2 separate regions of the Capra hircus genome follow, and region 1 is linked to region 2. Evidence: chromatin contacts called from public Hi-C data. All regions are on one chromosome and are shown on one strand. Each heading gives the region's core, a stretch centred on a gene start, on an enhancer-like site or on the middle of the called end of the contact. The rest is flanking DNA. Distances are from core to core; before and after follow the strand shown.

What was found. Hi-C and Micro-C count contacts between places; a contact is called where the count stands out from the background.
Region 1: a contact with region 2 is called in a Hi-C map of blood, with 5 times the contacts expected there. The contact joins two enhancer-like sites. A contact is called at or near these places in 2 of 5 Hi-C or Micro-C datasets (both in blood).

Annotation. Positions count from the first base shown.
Region 1 is chr3:7,800,359-7,803,058 of ARS1.2, reverse strand. The region is part of intron 11 of ATG16L1 (autophagy-related protein 16-1); the gene reads left to right. Among named protein-coding and RNA genes, the nearest start is that of SAG, 18 kb to the right of the region's middle. Within about 2 kb of position 1,263, at least 1 of the 5 cell types and tissues checked has an H3K27ac peak or open chromatin away from gene starts, as enhancers often do.
Region 2 is chr3:7,657,781-7,660,480 of ARS1.2, reverse strand. It overlaps DGKD (diacylglycerol kinase delta), which reads left to right. Exons shown (of 30, transcript XM_018041036.1): 11 at 642-781; 12 at 1,596-1,680; 13 at 2,617-2,700. Among named protein-coding and RNA genes, the nearest start is that of DGKD, 86 kb to the left of the region's middle. Within about 2 kb of position 1,335, at least 1 of the 5 cell types and tissues checked has an H3K27ac peak or open chromatin away from gene starts, as enhancers often do.

The DNA.
Region 1 (2,700 bases), core at 14-2,513, 140 kb before region 2:
AATTACATCACAAAAATTCCAGAGGGTCAACTGTGCCATGTGCCTGGGTCACCCTTCTAAGCAGCATGAGGAAGAGATTAGTCTTTTTCAGACTTAGAGACCCGGAGTATTCTGGCCAAACAGTGGGACCCCCAAACTGTATATTTTCAGCTGTCACATGGAAAATTGCTTGTGCCGTGAAGTTAAAAGTGCATTCCCAGGCTACGCAGTTTTGAACGCCGTGGGTCACAAAACTAAAGCAACATTGTAAAGCAGTTACACTCCAGTGGAGGGAGAAAATGTACAGAAACAAACAAGAATGTAGTGGGTGAATATGTAGGGGTACTTCCGTACTGACATGCAGTCAGGGTCAGCCCAGTGAGTGCACTGGCATTGCCCACTGAACGAGCAGTGTCTTCTCCCTGTGTGTGTGAGAAGCGATTTTAAATTTTTGGTGAAATAGTTTTTTTACTAACAGCTTACATAGCATGAGAAGTACCTGCGCGAGTTTTTGGTCTTTCCCCAGGGTTTGTGCAGATTAGATGATTTCTATTGAGCGTTGCTCAGTAGAACAGGTTAAATATACTGTACTTAACATAAGCTTTGTTGCTAGAGCTTTCTTGATCTTTTCAGAAGGATCCGTAGGGAGTTGTCACACAGCCTCAGCATGGCTGCCACCTGGCTGGCTGCGATTGTAGGATGCTGTTCTAGCTTCAGAAAGGTTTCAACGTGAGAGGAAGAGGAAGGAGTCCGGGCAGACTTCCCTTTCTAAAAGGGGAAGTACGTGCAGCCCTGAGCTTTCTGTTCCTGTGATGTTGTAGAGTTGTTCTACTGGGCAGAGAGGGAAGGTTGGTATCTACAATGTTAACTCTCAACTTTGAGATCTGAGCTCAGGGATTTGGAGTGAAACCAAGGAAGGTAGCAGTTATAGTAAGTATATTAGGGTCTTTCAGAAGCTGCTTTTTGGGGTGGTGAGGATGGTATTCCCTGGCGAACCAGTGGTTACTATGCCACACTTTCACTGCCAAGGGCCCAGGTTCAGTTCCTGGTTGGGGAACTAAAATCCATCATCAAAAAAAAAAGCCCCTTTAAAAAAAATTATAAGAAACACTGGTGAATACTTGAATGCCTTCTGAGCCTCTGAGATTTCCACATGTAAATATGTTGATCCATGTTGAGAAATAGGACAGGGGCTGACCCTCCAAATCCTTTCCCTGCCGCCCCCAGCTGGCTCTCCCCTCGGGCTCCAGTAGTGCGGTCATGGGTGCAGGGCGGCGACCCTCAGTTACTACCCCGGGCTGCGTTCCTTGGCCACCCTGGGGAGACACCGTGGCTGGCACCCCACAGCTGGTCACAAAAAGATGGGATTGTTGGGAAAGCTGGACTCTGTGGCTGCGGTCTGATGTTTCAAGCTGAGACCTCTGAAAAACCCCTGGAAGTCTTAATTGTTTATCTAAAGAGTCCTGATGTTTCCTTTTATAAGTTATGCCTCCAGTGATCCTGCCTGGTCTGACTTTAAATAGGAAACTGACTTTTTATAATTCAGAGTTCCAGAAAATGGCAAGAATAGTACAGACAGGTATCTGTAATAGTGCTTATTTCAAGAAGGTGCTCATCCCCTCCCCCCTTTTTTAAGTTGTGTAATTAGCCTCGATAGAGGATACAGATTCAGGAAGTTTCTACGTGTGTTTTTTTTAACGCTTGGAAAACAAACGTTATTTTTCTGTAACACAAGATTAAAGAGGCAGCATAAATCTAATATTAAATAGATACCATTTGTATATGTATTGTTCTTTTCCATTTCATTGGCTACTAAGACTAAATGCAGAGATCCTAATTTTTATTTGCATTCTGTATGCTGTCTTTAGTAGAGCCTTTACTGAGTACTTCATCATACTTTTTTGATGCATCCTTTGTTTTTCAAATTGACCTACCACACTGTTAATCCCAGATGCACAAAATTGTGGTTCATTATTCCTATACATTGCCAAATTATCATCACCATACATCCAGCTATCATCTGTCAGCGAAGACATTGCAGTGTTATTAACTGTACTCCCCGGCTGCAAACCCCATCCCTGTGAACCCTTTTGTAACTAGGAGTTTGTACTTCTTAATCTCTCTCATCTTTTTTCTCATACCCCCAGCCCCCCCCCCCCCAACAACCATCAGTATGTTCTCTATATCTGAGTCTGTTTCTGTTTTGTGTGGTGTTAAATTTGGTTCTTAAATCCCACATATAAGTAAAATTGTATGGTATCCATCTCTGTCTGACTCATTTCCCTTAGCATAATACCATCTAGGTTCCTCCATGTTGTCACAGATGGCAAAATTTCATTCTTTTTTTATGACTTGATACTCCATTGTATATATTTTCCGTGTCTTTATTCATTTGTCTGCCATCGGGCACTTGACTTGCTTCCATATCTTAACTGTTGTGATTAATGCTGCAGTGAAAATAGGGGTGCATATATCTTTTCAAATTACTGGTTCTGTTTTCTTTGGGAAAAGTACCCAGAAATAGAATTGGTGGATCATACGGGGTTTCAGTTATTTAATTTTTAGAGGGCTTGTTCTTACAGTTTTCTTAGTGGCTACACCAGCTTACATTTCTCACGTATCTGTTGGCCATCTGTGTGTGTTTTTTTGAAAAAATGTCTGTTTGGGTCCTCTGTCTGCTCTTCCCTTATTCTGAGGATGTGGCCATGTGAAGTTCAAGTG
Region 2 (2,700 bases), core at 86-2,585:
AGGGTGCAGGGCCTCCCTCGTGGCCGGGGCAGGTGACCTCAGGCTGTGTTGTGCATAGGGAGGACCGGCCACCCTCCCCACATGCGTGTCGTGCTTGGCGGTTGAAGGCTGTCAGGCACCCTGTGTCTTAGGAGCCTCCTGAGCCCTGAGCTGGTGAGGGGGGTTTGTGCAGGAGGCTCTGGGTGGGAACTCCAGGTGGACGGCAGGGCCCGAGCTGGCGCGGGCGGGGTGGGGGGGAGTGGCAGGCGAGGGGCTGTAGGCTGAGTGGCAGTGGTGGTGGTTTGAGGGCCACAGTGGACGTCCTGGTGCCTGTCTGGACGGGACTTACAGTCATGGCAGGTGCTGCTGTCAGGGGCAAGGAGGTGAGCTTGGCGCTGGGAACATGCTGTTGTGGGTGGAGAGCAGGCGAGGGATCACAGCCCGATTCTTGGGGGCTCAGGTATCGCCACTCGGGGCAGGACCGTGGTCATCACTGTGAAGGTGGGAAGTGACAGAGGGCTGACGGTCAGGTGTGTCAGCAGGCGGGGGGAAGAGCTTTCCATCAGGTTGGGGAGACCCTCTGACTGCCGCCGTCCGAGCTCAGCCCTCACACGCTCGCTGGACGGGGCCCGCTGACGCTGTGTGCTCCCACCCTGTCTCAGTGCCAGCTTGGGGTGCTGCCGCTCGGCACAGGGAATGACCTGGCTCGCGTGCTGGGCTGGGGCTCGGCCTGCGATGACGACACCCAGCTCCCGCAGATCCTGGAGAAGCTAGAGAGAGCCAGCACCAAGATGCTGGACAGGTGAGTGGGCCGCACGCGGCCTCTCAGCCTGCTGTTCTCAGCTGGGGCCCTGGGAAACCGCAAGCCTTTTGCAGTTACTTGTTAAAAAAAAAATTCCACCTCTCTGAGCAGGACTCTTTTCTTCTGATGGGCTTTATCTGGTGATCAGACTAGGGAAGCGCTGATGAGCAGAAGGGGTTGGGACTGTGCCCTCAGGTGGCCAGGTCTCACCAGCCAGGCCCGGTCTTCTGGCCCTCAGAGCGGGAGGCGGCCCCGCCCCCTGCGGCCGCTGCAGCCTCGCCTGTCACCCATCCTCCTCGTCACGGAGTTAAGCTGTCCCGTGTTCCCAGAAGGATTGGAGTTTGGGGTTATTGCCCTCCACGTGTTTAGAAATGCTTGGGCATCCTTCCCGAGCAAGCTGCTCTGAGCACCGAACTCCTGTGTGAACACCCGGACCACAGCCCGTGGTACTTGAGGAGATGCCCCGTTCTTTCAGAGGGTCCCGCACTGCTGTGAGCAGGCGTGGTATCAAACGCGCTCGGCCCCCTCAGCTGTTCCTGCCCCCCGCCTCCGGAGGCTGTGAAATACCCAGAGTGCCAAGCCAGCTGCCTGCCGAGCGGCTCAGCTGTGCAGAGGGGACGCCCACCCAGCGGGTTGTGACATTTGTTCTCAGCTAAGTGAGGAGCCAGCTCGGCGCCTGGGGGGGCCGGGTCGATACAGGCTGACAGACACAGTTAAGTTGTCACAGGATCTCGTCCCCTCTGCCGGCTGTGAGACGGGGAGGTGGGGAGGCCTGGGGCCGGAGCCGACCGGCTGAGCCCCTGTGTGTGTGCAGGTGGAGCGTCATGGCCTACGAGACCAAACTGCCCCGGCCGGTCTCCTCCTCCACCGTCACTGAAGACCTGAGCGAGGGCTCCGAGGTATCGCCATGCGCTCGCCCTGGCCCCTCCCTGCTTTGCCTCCCCCGCCAGAAATGCCCTGTTCCAGGTTAGCCCCTTGCCGGCGCAGGGCCCCCTGAGGTGGAGCCGGGTCCCATGGACTCTGCCCCGTAGGACTCGGGGTCTTCCCGCCAGCGCTCTGCCCACCCAGGCCCCTCCTCCGTGTCCTGCCCTTGCAGTCAGTCTGTGCTAGTTCGGTGCTGAGCTCTTCTTCCACTTTGTGGTGGGTTTCGGGAGTTAGAGGTTCCCTCAGGGCCCAGACTCTGCTGAGACTGGGCAGCTCAGGTGCACAGCTGTGCTCAGGCCTCCATGCGAGCCCCTGGCCAAGCAGGCAGCGGGGCTGTGCCAAGGGCTGTCTGCTCGCCCCGAGGGTCAGGGGAGGCCAACCCTGGTCTCCCGGCCCACACCTGCCTGGGCTGCCGGGACCTGCCCTGCGAGCAGAGAACGTCCAGCTAAGAGCAGGCGCGCTCGTGGGCAAGCCCTGAAGGTCGACCCTCTGGCCGATAGTAAAGGGCTTGACACGCACGGGGAGGTCCCCTCTTTTGCAGGCAGGGGTGGGAGGTGAGGAGGGTGATTGACATCCAGGGATGACGGGGGCCTGGGCCAGGGTCCCACCCGACAGAAACGTGGGGAGCCTTGGCCACAGGCCCGTGCCGCTCGGGAGGAGCCGGGGTGCAGGAGTGCAGCCTGGAGCAGTCTGTTAGGATCCTCGGTCTGTCAGCTGTGTGTGAAGGGAGGCGGGCTGGGCCGCGGGCAGGGGCGGCGCTCCTGGCCCGAGGGTGACGGCCGCCCGCCCCCCCAACCCCGGGCTGCGGGCAGGGGCGGTGCTCCTGGCCTCACCCCCACCCCAGGCCGCGGGCAGGGGTGGCGCTCCTGGCCTGAGGGTGACGGTTGCCCGCCCCCCCGGGCCGATTGCAGGTGCGGCAGATCCTCTTCTACGAAGACTCGGTCGCAGCTCACCTCTCCAAGATCCTAACCTCCGACCAGCACTCCGTGGTGATC